Regions from separate parts of the Mus musculus genome. Here all the other regions are linked to region 1. The links are chromatin contacts, called in public promoter capture Hi-C maps. All regions are on one chromosome and are shown on one strand. Each heading gives the region's core, a stretch centred on a gene start, on an enhancer-like site or on the middle of the called end of the contact. The rest is flanking DNA. Distances are from core to core; before and after follow the strand shown. Region 1 overlaps Ypel2 (yippee like 2). Region 2 overlaps Dhx40 (DEAH (Asp-Glu-Ala-His) box polypeptide 40). Region 3 overlaps Gm33742 (a long non-coding RNA gene).

Region 1 (4,793 bases), core at 1,547-4,046:
GCTGTCACTCATCTGGAGCTGAGACTACAAAACCTAAGGAAGAGAGAGCACGGGTGCCTTTGCCAGCAGTTCTTGCAAACAGTTTGAGATTGCTAATTTTTAAGTCTCGCTCTGTATAAGTATCTGTCTGTCCTCTAATTGTGTGAAGGCTAGCTTCTCAGGAAAGATGCTATTAAGAGGCAAATTCTCTCACGATCTTTTCCTCTTTGTCATCTAGCCCCAGTAAAACCTGTTTCTCCTCCCCTGGGAATCTAGGGCCAGGAGGGAGATAGCTCCCTTGAGAATGCTGCCCAAAGTATTGGGTTCCTGTATTACACAACCGTGATGCTAGGTTTATTTAGTGGTAACCCCCAGCCTCAACTTCAGAAGCAGCTATCAAAGCACCGACGGGAAGGAAACCAGGGGCTCACTCTTCTTCAAATGATCACACATTTGATCGAGGTCAAATGTCATGCTGTGTTACTTCATGTATAAAGGTCCCAACAGGCTGGGGGGGGGGGGGAGGGCTCAACTTCTTCAATAGGCTACTTTTGCTCCTCCCCCAAAGAACAAGTTTCATAATAAGCTATGGCTACACAACTCTCCCTGGGGCTTGCTAGGAGCTCTCCCATCTCAGCTAATGAAGCTGCTCCGGTGGGGGTTGGTGTGTGGCTCTGTGGTCAAGTTCTTGACTAAGATACAGAGGCCCAGATGACCCTGCAAAACCAAATAACACCTTCCACAAGGCCCTCTCTTCCTCACCTCTCTGAGAATTCACTTCCCAGGCAGAAAGCATTCAGTTACCAAGCTAAACCAAGTAAACAAACGGAACAGGAAATGCCCTCCTCAGCGGCAGGTACCTTGGAAATGAGTTCGTCGTGATTGGCCAAGTGAGCTCGGCAGTGGATGCAGCTGTAGGTCCTGTGGCAGGAGGGTAGGTATGCCTGAAAAGTCTTGGATCTTGTCATCTTCACCATTGGCGCTGCTGAGCGTGGGGCAAACTCCGGGGCAGCCCACGAGGCACTCCCACAGGATGGGTCGCACGGGAAACAGCGAAAGACACAGGTAAAGGCCGTGGTTTGTCAGGGGGTGGGTGTGCGGCAGGCTCCACACACTGGTGATGTCTGCAGAAGGAGGACTCTCTAGCAGAGATCTAGAGCTGGTTCTCAGCAGCCTGCAGCAAAGGGAAAACAGCCATCAGCAGATGGAACAAAGCTGCCTATAAGAGGGGGCAATGGACACTGGACACATAAACCATCAGTTCCAGATTCTCTCTCGCTGTGTCCACTCTAGCCTGGCTGCTTAGATAGACAGAGGTTCAGTATTAGCACAGTATTTGCAAGAATTACACAGGCACCCAGCAAACTGGCATCGTCACCATCCCTGGTCAAAGACCAGACTGAAGATGGGCTCTGCACTGCCCCCAGGAAAAGACTCTGTACCTATCCACCACATACAACTGTCTTGTTTGTGTCTCATCTACTTTCAGATACCAAGAAGGTACCAGCCCTTGGAGCCACCACCTAGAGAGGCTTGAACCACATGACAGCCACATGACGAGGGTAGCCAGCTTGTTTGAGAACTAATTCCCTTTGTAACACCTTGCCAAGACAAGATGGCCAGTGTGGATGTTTGTGTATTTTAAAAGGTAAGTAGAAAACCATAATGACCATGAATTTCACAACTTCTTCCCAGTTTTCCCCGTCTCCCCCATTATGTCCCATAGGTAGAAGATTCTGCCATGTAGTCCCAGCTTTCTTGTTCTTCTGGAAACACAGGACACTAAGAGTGGGGGAGAGGAACAGGCTCCAGGTGGAGCCGAATGAATGAATGACTCTAAAGCTTCGCTTACCTGAGGCTCTGGCAACCTGTCTATTCCCTGGAGGCGTTCCCACTTGCCTACCTTCCCAGCAGAGCTGGGAGTGTTAATTAACACCTGCATCATGCTTTGAAGATTAAATTATTTAGAGAAATGGGGGAGGAAGACAAATAAAATAAGCTCTTCCTTGCTGGACTGTCTGGGATCCATCTGGACTTAAGAGAAAACCTGTGAATTATAATGTTCTTTTTCCTCTAAATCCACTAAAAGCAAGTCTTCCATGAAAGGCTGCATACCCTGTCCCCACCAACCTGCCTTTCATTCTTTCCACACCAGCCTTTGGGGCTCTCAACCTTTCGGAGTGGATAATACCACTGCCTAGCACTATAATGAAGACAAGAGTGGCTACTAGCCCTTATACGTCTCCACAGCACCCTTGAGCCAAGTAGGCTCCAAGTGTAACACACATCTCTCATGTGACTTGTCTAATTTCTAAAGGGATTCAGATTCAAACCCACAGGGGCCAGGGCACAATGTCTTCCCTGCTCAGTCTCCCACCTGTTCAGGATGAGGAATTGGGTTACACAGAGAAATGCTGGCAGGAGGCAGAGGTGGGAAATGACACCATACACTGTGCCTCAGAGTTAGGCACAGCCACAGCGGATGCCTTGGATCCCAAGCTGGCCTGCAGTGAGCAAAGGCTCAAAGGTGAAAGGGCTAAGTTACCATTCCCTGCCCTTCCACTGGGTTTCCTGGCACGTGCTCAATATTTCCAACACCCCAATTCTGCTGCTAGCAAGGACAAAAATTCCAGAAGGGGACATAGAGACATGGAAGCAGCATTCAGCCGAAGTTCACACCAAATGCCGCTGTTTTATTAGACGGTGGGAGTTCTTTTTGTTTGGTCTGGGTTTTGTTTGTTTGCTCTCTTCATAGCCCAAGCCGGCCTGGAACTTCTTGCCTCTGTTCCCTAGAGCTGGGATTAGAAGTGTGCAACACCATTACCAGCTGTCTAAGCCAGATGCTAAGTCCACAGCCGGGGCTGCCCGGTGGCCAGGATGAGCAGCACCGAACCCAGGTCTTACACAAACAGCAGCTCGAGAAAGGAAAGCAATGGCTCGGGCGGCCTTTCTGCTTTAGAGAGGCCACGCGGTGTGTTTTCTTAAGCACGCAGGCAGCCTCTCAATTATGCATTTCCCTGGAGTAGAATTATTTCTTTTCTCACCGCTCCTCTGTAGGAAGCCTAAAAAAAAGCAGAGGTTCCTGGTTATGCCCTGAATTCACAAACACTGAATTCACAGCTCTGTCTACAGAATAAAGATCTGTGGCATCTTAAGTACTGAGTAAGTCACATAGACCGGCGTAATGTGCCTCACCAAGACTGAGCTACCATATAAGTAATGGCCCAGGCTGCAAGGTACTGAAAAACCCTGAAAAGAATTGGGCCATGGGTGGGTTTGGTTTTGAGACGGGACCCTACATGACTTTGGCTGGCCTGGGACTTGCCAGGTAAATTAGGCTGGCCTTGAACTCAGAGATTCAAAAGGTTTGGAATTCTGAGCAAGTGGATTAAAGGTGTGTCCTGTCACGCCCTGAATTATTCCTCTTTAGTAATTTCACAAGCATCCTAAAAAAGGGACTTCTTTGGGGAAGGGAGACAAGCAGGTAGAAAGTATTAGTAGTTCTGGGTTCAAACTGGTCCAGACAAGCTGGAAAGACCTAGAAGAAAGGCAAGAATGGTAGTGAGACCAGGCCAGAGACAGCAGCAGTTAAGAGCATGCACTGCTCTGGCACAGGCAGCTGCAAGCACCCACAGCAGATGGCTCACAGCAGCCTGCAACCCCAGCTTCAGAGGATCCGATGCCTATGACCTCAGCGCTTGCACACCCACGTGCATGCTTCTCCTCCTTCTAAAATAAAACACCTTGCAAGGATGTCAAGGCAGTGGCAAGAGGCATTCTGTATCCAATGGGAAACCACAGGCCAAATAGAAAACAAAGATCAATACCAGACCTGATGAAGAGGGGGAAGGAAATCAACTAACCAGCCAGCGTTCCTCCCATCTGTAGCAGTCAGGGTTCTTAAGTAGCAAAGCCGACATGGGATTGGAGGGGCTCAAAGGATCTGGTCCAGCTAGCCCTACATTGGCCATCTACTCACAGATGGGCCAAGAATCCAGGAGACATTCAGAGGCAAATGTCTCGGCTGACCTTCTGCCTATGCCACACCTTTCTATGGGCTTTTCCAGCAGGCGTGGATCCAGATTAAATCGGGTCTTCCCATTTTCAAATTAAGAAAAATTCCTAGCTGGGTGGTGGTAGCACATGCCTTTAATCCCAACACTTGGGAGGAGGGTGTGGCAGACAGGGGGATGGGGACAGGCTGGATCTCTGTGAGTTCAAGGGAGTTCCAGAATAGCCAAAGCTACACAAGAGAAATCCTGTCTGGCCAAAAGAAGAGAGAAAAGAGAAGGGAAGAGAGAAGAGAGAGAAAAGAGAAGGGAAGAGAGAGAAAAGAAAAAAAAAAGAGACCCCTCACAGGTATACCTAGTCACTTGGGTTTTAATCCCAGATATAGTTGACAACCAAGAGCAGCCATCACATCATTTAAGGGAGATTTAAATTGCTTAATTTTCAATAAAGAGAATTGCATTGATTTTCCTGAGGAGGAAGGAATTATGCATGCAGGGTCACAGAACTCAGCACGTTTTAATTTCTGAACTTTGGTCCCTGCTAATGGTGGCATGGCATGCATGGAATCAAGAGTCCAACCTGTTGAGCATTTTGTGAAGTCCAATTGATTTCCAACGATAATCAAAAGCCTCGGGGCTTATGTACAATTTAAACAGCATTTTAAGTGAACTAATAATCTACGGTAGAGACTAAAGGGAGACTTTTCTACCAGCAGCAGCTGGCTCATGCTGCTCGCTTCAGAAAGAAAATGAGCAGTATTATGATTAAAAATAAAGATCTTAGCTATATCACAACCTCGAGAG
Region 2 (4,793 bases), core at 1,336-3,835, 200 kb before region 1:
GACCTGAGTTCAGATCCTCGGCACACTTGGACCTGTAATCCCTGTGCTGGGAGGTGGAGATGATTCCTGGGAATTGCTGGTCAGCCATTCTGGTCAGTTGGTAAGCACTCTAGTTCCAGTGAGATACCTTGTTTCAAAACAATGAGGCTGAAAGTGCCAGATGCTAACACCTGATGCCCACCCCTGGCCTACTCATGGGCTGGTAAGCATGCGCACACATAGTTTTAGGAAAAAGGAGAGAAAGCCAAACTAGTACCATATAAAATAACTACCCAGGACAGCCAGGGCTACAGAGAGAAACTCTGGCTCAAAACAAACAACAAAATATTAGGCCTATTCCTCCCTTGGAAACCCTTTCTCTCTCCTGGGAATTCTTCTCTATAGCTTACTTTCATTCTGCTTAAAAAGTAAAAGAGATTATTGGAACAACTGGTGAAATTTGAATTTGGACTATAGATGTAGAATGTGGTGGTTAATATTTTATGATTCAAAAGAGCTTTCAGAATCTGGAGAGATGGCTCAGCAGGTAAAAGCACTGGCTGTTCTTTCAGAGGACCCTGGTTTGATTGATAGCACTTGTATGGCTGGAACTGTAAATCCAGTTCCAGGGCATCTAGTGCTTGCTTCTGGTCTCCAGGGGCACCAGGCACACAAGTGGTACACAGACATATATGCAGACAATTCACACCCATACACAGAAGATAAAAAATAAGGCTAAACAAAAAAACTATAAAAGTTTTCATTCAAAGAATCTACCCACATCTTTTCTAAGGGTAAAATACACCTGAAAATGAAAACTGGAAGGCCTAAATGATTTTTCTTTTGGTTTTTCTGTGTAGCCCTGGCTGTCCTGGTAGTCATTCTGTAGACCAGGCTGGCCTTGAACTCAGAAATCCGCCTGTCTCTGCCTTCCAAGTGCTGGTATTAAAGGCATGCACCACCACTGCCTGGCCAGCCTAAATGATTTTTAAGCAGATTCATGATACTGGAAACAATAAATTAATTATCACTACTTACCTTCAAAGAAAAGCAGGATTCAGACTAACACCATCTTTTCAGAAAGGCTTCAAGTATAACTACTGAACTTAAACTTTTTGGATACCAAAGGATAGAATTACCTATCAAAACAAATTAGGAGTAATTTTTATACTAAAGATATAAAACCTTGCCAAGTATAGTGGCACAAGTATATAAAATCCACCTGAGAGGCAGAGAGAAGCAGGAGGATAACTGAGTTTGAGGTCAGCCTGTTCTATACAGTAATACCAGGCCAACTAGGGTTACATAAAAAGAATTTTTTAAAAAACCTGAAAACAAAAATCCACATACTGTCTATAGAGTTTTAATGACACTAGTAGCTTTATTAACAAACACTGAGTGACGACTATGTGCAAAGCACTATGCTAGATGCCATGAAAGGTACAAAGGTGAAAAAGACAGACCCTGCCCACAAGGAGCGTATAATCTAATGAGAAAGACAGACATATACACACATAACTACAATACAAGGCAGTAAACAAGAGGAGGCAAGTGCTGAGTGTGGCCTGAGTGTAATATTAGCCTCAAGGTTTTGATTTGAAACATTAGTGAAGTGTTGGCCGCTTTGAAAAATCCCATCTCAAGAATAGCATAATAGGTGTTTAAATGGTCCTACTCAAGCAGGTGCAGGAGAGAGAGAGAGGGAGAGAGGGAGAGAGGGAGAGAGGGAGAGAGGGAGAGAGGGAGAGAGGGAGAGGGGAGAGAGAGAGAGAGAGACAGAGACAGAGAGACAGAGACAGAGAGAGAGAGAGAAAGGCCAGGTGGAGGGGCTGCTTGAAATCGGTCACACCTACATACATGGGCTGACACACAAGTATGTAGGAATAGCTAAAAAGAACTTTGTGTGTGTGTGATATTATGTATCATATACATACACACACATACACACACACACATATACACATCTGTCCTTTGGTTAATGGCTATAGCTACTGTTTTAAACAATATACTTTTATATAAAAAGGAATTTGTATAATCCCAAAAAAATCACTTTAAGGAGTAGGATTAATTTAAGAAAGTCCTGCCATAGGCAATTTTATTTACTAATCAGTCTTTAAATACCTATAAAGCTCTGGAGCAATTAAACTGTTAGACATCTAAGTATTGCTGAGTAAAACCTCTATGTAAGTTCAGCCTTCTGAAATGGTCACATACCTGATACAACACTATTCTAACAGCAATAAGAAGGCCTTGAAGAGATTTAAGGAAAATAATCTTTAATGCTTCAATGCAAATGGAATACACGCTGATTAAATACAATTCAGTGTTCTTTGAAAATATCTCAGTGACACTGTTTGATACCAGTTAAGGCCAGCAAAACAGAAGTGAGGGAAATATTGTATCATCTTTGATTGGATTCATGTACTATGACTATGCAACCCAATCTTTCCTTTCAAAATGTCATTTGTTAGTATTGATGAGATGTGATTTATAAATTCTGATTTGCTTTCGGCTCACAGGCTAGGAACAGCTGCTGACCACTTCCTTCTGATAGTACTGTCGGAAATAACTGGCAAAACAGAAGCACATTTCCTGGCTGCTTTCCTGCTTCCTGAATTGGATAGTCCACTGCTTAGCCAGTTTCCTTTAATGTGTCACTGTGGTCCTGGATTCTCTGTTGCTTTCTCTCAAGGAAGCGAGCCCGTGCATCTGATATGGATTTGTCATCATTTCTTCTTTGCATTTTCTTTAGAACTTCTTTTGATATTCCATCTGAAAATAGTATAAATATACCTTATTTTCAACATTAAGAAAAAAGGACTGAGGAGACGGTTCAGTAGCATGCACTTGTATAGCATTGGAGGTGGAGAAAGGAAAATAACTATGAGCTCTAGGCCAGCTAGACTGGAGTACATAGTAGCAACCAGAGACCCTATCTTGAGCAAGCACCAATAACTGAGGATGTCCTCTGACCTCCACGTGTGCATGGTCAACCAGAAATATACACATCATATACATACAAATATTTTTTCTTACAAAAAAAGATCAAAAGGAAATTAAATGTTGTCTAACCAAAAGTCTGGTTGAAAAGCATGTAGGTGCTGAGCTCAGTGGTACAATGTACACTTCACATGAACAAGACCCTAGGACAACCAGTACAGTAACAAAAAGTACATGAGCCAGCAGATAAAGGCACTTGCTGCTGATCCTGACAACATAAATAAAACTGGGAAAAAGAAAAACAAAGGAGTGAGCCAGGCAGTGATGGTGCACACCTTTAATCCCAGCACTTAGAAGACAAAGGCAGGCAGATTTCTGACTTCAAGCCCAGCCTGGTCTAGAGAGTGAGATTTAGGACAGCCAGGAGTACACAGAGAAACCCTGTCCAAAGGGGGGAAAGACAGCTTCATAGTTAAGAGAACACCTATAACCCCAGTGTTGAGGACGGTGTGGTAAAGGATCACCAGACCTTTGAGGCCACTCTGGTCTACAACATAAACCCCTTCTTAGAAAAACAGAATAGAACTATGATTCACTCACCCTTTAGCTGTTTCACATTTTCCTTATTTGTCCATTTTCTTCTTGCATCTTCTCTCATTTCACGTCTAGCCACACTGCTCAAATCATGCGCATTAAGTTCATGCAACTTGGGTAGTAAGTCTCTCACCCATTCATAACGGATTGGGCACACAATTCTTGCATAGACTTTGGTGGTAACTAATACTTCATGAAAAATTATCCATTCAAGTTTGGTTTCCTGTTCATGAAGCTATATAAAAATTTAAGGATAATTTATTAATATTAATAATCAGCCCCATTCTAAATAAGAGCAAGAAAATAAAGACAGTCAAGGACTACATACTACAGACCTGTCTCCAAAATAACAGAAAAATAACCTGAAACCCTCTGAATGCCCATTTTCTTCCACAAAACAGAAATCATATGCTAACCAACACCCCTAAGCTCTCTCTATATGACATTTCAGTGAAAACTAGAAGACACTGATATGTTAGTACTCTACTCTTACAAATGCCTACCTGTCATTAAAAATAAGATACATTAGGGCTGTCAAGATGGCTCAACTTCAGTCCCCAGGACCCACCTGGTGGAAGGAAAAAACTGACTCCTGCAAGTTACTCTCTGACCCCTCCATGCATATGCCTCTCCACGCTCCCATAAAACCTTTTATTGAAAAAGAGGACTTTTTAAGGGCCGAGGATGTAAAGTGCACGAGAAAACAAAACAAAAACCAAACCCACAAAGGAGTGCTTTACAAGGCAAGGCGGTGTAAGTCTGTAAGTCTGTCTCACCACTTGGGAGGCAGAGGAAAGAGTACAGCCTCAGCAACACAGAGACCTTCTCTCAAAACCAACTAACCAACCAACCAAATAAACAAGAACTTACTGCTGAGGAAGGATGGATATGAACTGGACTTCCACGCCCATCCATTGTGCAAAATGTTCTGCCAACAGATCTATAAACAGAAAAATCAAATGATAAAGATCAAAATAGTAAAGCAATAAGGTAACTGATGTTTTCTTAACTACTAAAATAAGCAGCAGTTTACCTAGGGAAGAGGAATCTCTTTAAGTAACAATAATGTCACAAGAACTGGGTTTAAACACTTGTATTCCTCAAATTCTATTTCTCCTAAGAGTATCTATCCATACAGTAAAAACATTTCTTTTCAGCACAATTTAAATAAAGGAGGCTGCTATTACAAGAGGGTAGGTTTATGCTTTATACATTTAAAAATATATATTAATAGGTGGGTGGGAGTGTGGTGCATTCATGCCTTGTCATATGTGGAAGCC
Region 3 (4,793 bases), core at 993-3,492, 130 kb before region 1:
TGGACTAAATATATTTTTCTTGATAAAATTATTTTAAACTAATAAACTTGAAAGCCTTAAAGGCCATTAGACTGAGCACTTTGGATGGGGAGACATTGAGGCAGGAGGATCTCAGGATTGAGGCCAGTCTAAGATACTGTGTATATACCAAGTTCCAAACCATTCTGAGTTACAAATAGAAACTGACCGTGTGTGTGTGTGTGTGTGTGTGTGTGTGTGTGTGTGTGTATGTGTGTGTGTGTGTGTGTGTGTGTATCAGGGCTGGGGGGAGTTAGGGGATTTGACTCATGGTAAAAAAAAAAAAAAAAAAAAAAAAAAAACCTTGCCTGGATATGCAAGGTCCTGGGTTTGATCCCTAGCACCATGAAAACAAGAAACAATTCGAAAGTTTCAATCATGAAAGTGTGAGGTTATACAACAAAAGGAATGCAGGGATGAGTTTTCCATGTGTCCAGTGTTTTACAAAAAGGAAAATGCTTTTACAACACTTCAATATATTAAATTTCTGCATATAGAGCCAGACTACAAAATTAGGACTCAACCAAAATTAAAGATGAAATGGAAAATATTTGTAAAGGTTTCACACCTACCTGAAAATAGATGATTCTGAGGCCTAGAGTGACTGTTTCTGAGCTGGGCAGGGTAGGTGTGGCTGAAATCACAGCACTTGGGAGGGAAGAACAGAACAATCAGAAGTTTGAGACCAGCCTTGGCTGCCTAAGACCTTGTTAACCCCTCAAAGAAGTTGTATTTATAAAACATGCATATTATGTGAGTCTTTTTAGTATTAATATAGAAATAAATGATGCCATGTCTACAAATGATACATAGTATTAATAATATTAAAGTAATAAAAACCAAGGTCATTATAAAAGCATCTCTAAAATGCTCAGTTTCTTCCTATGGCAGTTTCAGGATCTGCATCATCTGCCCCTACCCCCACTCCCACATAGCTGCGCTCAATGGTGTCTTAGCATCCTAAATAGGTCAGAGCTTGTTCTCACTTTGCTGCATGAGGATCCTACTGCAGGGAGATGAAATAACAGCTGAAGTGACACCTCAGCTGTCACCTCCCCCTGGGAAGCATGACTTCTTCCCAGGCCTGACAAACACCTCACCTTTGGTTTCTCAGAACCCGTGGGTGCACAGCTCTGCATCAACAAAAGAAGGAAAAGAAAATCAGATTCTAGTATTTCCATGGGAGCCGACCAGCTTGCCCAAAAGACTACTCTGTTTGGAAAAGCTTTTAAAGACCTGCTCTATACCACAAAGTCATGAGCTGCCTGGCTCCCGATAGCCTGCGACCTGCATCTGTTCATTATACGTGGTCCCAACACAATACTCATCTCATGGAAAGAAACAGAATATGAATGGAAATGGGAGTGTGCTTCTGTTTATTTCTTATTCAAAGAGTCCCAGCATCAGAAAACACTTTTCTGACCTCAGCATCCTGTTATTCCAGCTTAGCACACTTCACCTTTGTGAAGTCACCCTTCACTGTGTTTGTTCCTCTTCCTTAGTGACTTATTACCCACTCTCCGGATGCTCCACCTGACCAAGGGATCAAGGCTGTTTTCTCTGTATGAAGTAAGACTGTTAAAAATTCCTACGGCTCCGTTTTTTTTTTTTTTTTTTTCTGGGAGGGGGGCTATAAAGAGTATATGCAAATCAGTTAGCACAATGTCTAATATTAGGAAGTGACAAGTGAATGTGTTAAAAACAATGACAGGCCAGTCAGGCACAGTCATTTGCAGAGATGCTATTGCCCCCGTGGAGACAGGAATACAAAAGAGGGAGTTTGCAGCATGATGCTTTGAGTCATCTCAAAGGGCACACTTGCAGCCTTAGGAACCCATTCTCCTGCTGTCACACTCCAGTGATGTTCTGTCTTTCCTGATTCAGCCACTCATCCCCTGTCACAGCACTAACCCACACAGGGAAAGAAAAGGAGAGAGGGAGGGAGGGAGGGAGGGAGGGAGGGAGAGAGAGAGAGAATAAAAGATGAATCAACATACGAATGAAAACTCTGTCCCTATTTGGAAAAGTTTGTCCTTGAAGCTTTTCTCTAAATAGTTATCTCTTAAGTTCTTAGCATTTTAGAATCTTTAAACACTATCCTGGCATCTTCTCCTGATATTTGGTATTAAGACACCAGTGCTAAAACATAATCAGTTCTGCCCAGCATGCAGAAAAGAGAAGGGTCAAGAGTTCTGAGTCCAGGGCAGGAAGAAAAGCAGGGCTGTGTGATTCAGAGCAAAGGGGAAACAATAACTCAGAAGCCTTGGCTAGCGGCCAAGGCTGCTTAGTGATAATCCAGATGGACTCCGGGCTCCCACAACTGCTTATCCCACCCGCTTCTAACCCTCTTCACTCAGCACATTTTTTTCCCTTGTTAAAGGCCACTCTTCTTGAAAATGGGATCTTTACCTTCTTTAAACTTACAGGAGTTCCTGGAAGTTTCCTAGTTAACCTTTGGAGGGAAAAGTATCTAGATTGCAACAATGTGGCCTTTCTAACCCTTGGCATCTGTTCAAATCTCCTTAGGGTAACTGAGAGGATCACATAGATGCAGGGATGTGTATAGATGCAGGGATGTGTAGCCACTGTAGGTTCAACAAAGGAGTGATATTTGAGCTATAGAGTCTAAACAAAGAAAGGAGGTATTATGTAAAAAGACACAAAGTTACTACATTTGGCAGTGGTGAGGAGAGGTGAGATAAGGTCTTACTCTGTAGCCCAGGCTGGTCTGGAACTCATTATGTAGCCCAAACTAGCCATCCTCCTGCCTCAGCTTCCAGAGTACAGTGATTACACGTGAAAGCCACCTTGCACATCTGGCTTTTGAATTATTTCAATTTAAGATGAAACAAGGAGAGTAACAACACTGATCCAGACATTCTATGGCCCTTTTCTCAATCCTGAGATGCATTCGAATGCTTTTGGTTGGAAGCGTAATTCCCCTGGGAACCTTTCCGGTTTTTTCTGGTATTTAAAGTTGTGAGACTGAATGAAATGTGAGACTGAAACATGGCTGTCGCTAGGGAGGCTCGCCCAAGCGCATGGAACTTGCTATAGCAACGACTTATGTATCTGGAAGCACCTGCAGTCGTGCTGTGTGGTCTGGCTTGTGAGAATCTTTCAGATCCTCAAATCACAGCATCCTGAGGAAAGTGTCAAATATTATCTTATTGCCTTTAAAATATATTTTACATTTATTTATTTACACTTACTTTGTGCTAGGGAAGTTATGTATATGTCGCTGCGAGGTCAGAGGACACGTTTGGGGAGTCAGTCCTCTCCTTCAACCACGTGGGTTACAAGAATTTAAAGAATTATTTATTTATTTATTTATGTAGATGAGTACACGGTAGCTGTACAGATGGTTGTGAGCCTTCATGTGGTTGTTGGGAATTGAATTTTTTAGGACTTCTGCTCCCTCCACCGGTCGGCCCCGCTAGTTCTAGTCCAAAGATTTATTTATTATTATACATAAGTACACTGTAGTTGTCTTCTGATGCACCAGAAGAGGGCATCAATCTCATTATGGGTGGTTGGGAGCCACCATGTGGTTGCTGGGATTTGAACTTAGGACCTTTGGAAGAGCAGTCAGTGCTCCTACCCACTGAGCCATCTCTCCAGCCCTGGATTACAAGAATTGAACTGAAGTCCTCAGGCTTGGAAGCAAGTGCCTTACCCACTGAGCAGTCCCCTTCTATAGATAAGAAATGTGAGGTTACACCCTTGCCTAATTTTAAATAAGTCATTCAAACTTTTAGCTGGGCATGGGATGCCTCCTTATAATCTCGGCATACAAGAAGCTGAGTCAGAAGAACTGAGAGTTCAAAGCCAGCTTGAGCTACATGGGTGGTGGGGGGGGGTTGGCGTGTCAGTTTTTTTCTTTAGTATTACAGCATGACTTCCAGTATAAAAGTAAGCTTTCTTTAATATAGAGAAATATTAGAAAATATAATTTTATTTTTCTTGTCTCATGGGTTGCTATTGTCTGTTTTTTTTTGAGACAAGTCCTAAGTATGTAGCCCTGGCTGGCCTAGAACTGGCTATATAGATCAAGCTGGCCTCAAACTCACAGAGACCTGCCTCCCTCTGCACTTTCCAAGTGCTGGGACTAAAGGTGCGGGCCTTTATTTGTTTGTTTTTTCCATTTAACAAAGATCTGGTGACTACTCATTGAACACGTACCATGAACAAGACATTGTTCTAAATCTTAGGGTTACCAACTATTGTACAGCTTACATCAGAATAAGAAGAGACAGGAAAGACATGAAGGCCAATGGGCAGCATGCAAGAGAACGCACACTAAAACAAACCCTGCACTCATGGTCTCTCTGCAGTCAGCACCTGTTAGGAGGCTGATCGCTCCCTGAAGTAATTTGTTCTCCTTTGGTGCTAGAGAGAGGGCTCAGTGGACAAGAGGACCTGAGTTGGGTTCCCAACATTCATGTCAAGTGCCTCACAGCTCCAGGGAACTCCAGAGAATCCAATGCCTGAATTTGGCCTCTGAAGTTACCTGCATTTACATACATATACACATACATACGTATGTACATGCATACATACACACATGCATGCATACATACATTCACATATACACACACAAGTAACTCAAAGTTAGCAAATCACTCTAGAGTGTTTTCTTCACTCTGCAACCGTGGCTACCTCAGTTCTCTTTCAGTCTACTTCTGCGTTACTGCTTTGCTCCCTCTCTAATCTCTAAATGCTGATCTCTTGCCAAGTACCACCCTGGGACTCCCAGCTTGGTTCTCTCCTCTGCC

Evidence for each region. Capture Hi-C pulls out chosen DNA fragments and counts their contacts.
Region 2: a contact with region 1 is called in a promoter capture Hi-C map of adipose tissue. The contact joins two enhancer-like sites. A contact is called at or near these places in 4 of 484 Hi-C or Micro-C datasets (CD4 T cells, CD8 T cells, bone marrow-derived macrophages and 1 more) and 2 of 9 other capture datasets (adipose tissue and liver).
Region 3: a contact with region 1 is called in a promoter capture Hi-C map of adipose tissue. The contact joins two enhancer-like sites. A contact is called at or near these places in 3 of 115 datasets of contacts at active chromatin or transcription factors (embryonic basal ganglia, embryonic stem cells and memory CD8 T cells) and 2 of 9 other capture datasets (adipose tissue and liver).

Annotation. Positions count from the first base shown.
Region 1 is chr11:86,970,970-86,975,762 of GRCm38.p6, forward strand. Ypel2 (yippee like 2) reads right to left here. Exons shown (of 5, transcript NM_001005341.3): 2 at 840-1,153. The coding sequence starts at 956. Among named protein-coding and RNA genes, the nearest start is that of Gm51915, 9.4 kb to the right of the region's middle. Within about 2 kb of position 2,797, at least 37 of the 459 cell types and tissues checked have an H3K27ac peak or open chromatin away from gene starts, as enhancers often do. A contact at or near this core is called in adipose tissue and liver, where this site is marked.
Region 2 is chr11:86,767,511-86,772,303 of GRCm38.p6, forward strand. It overlaps Dhx40 (DEAH (Asp-Glu-Ala-His) box polypeptide 40), which reads right to left. Exons shown (of 18, transcript NM_026191.2): 16 at 4,384-4,453; 17 at 3,520-3,748; 18 at 1,339-2,751. The coding sequence ends at 2,612. The region is part of intron 2 of Gm42085 (a long non-coding RNA gene); the gene reads left to right. Among named protein-coding and RNA genes, the nearest start is that of Gm42085, 12 kb to the left of the region's middle. Within about 2 kb of position 2,586, at least 1 of the 459 cell types and tissues checked has an H3K27ac peak or open chromatin away from gene starts, as enhancers often do. A contact at or near this core is called in adipose tissue, where this site is marked.
Region 3 is chr11:86,838,434-86,843,226 of GRCm38.p6, forward strand. Gm33742 (a long non-coding RNA gene) reads right to left here. Exons shown (of 5, transcript XR_001780285.2): 4 at 591-666. Among named protein-coding and RNA genes, the nearest start is that of Gm51288, 12 kb to the right of the region's middle. Within about 2 kb of position 2,243, at least 106 of the 459 cell types and tissues checked have an H3K27ac peak or open chromatin away from gene starts, as enhancers often do. A contact at or near this core is called in adipose tissue and liver, where this site is marked.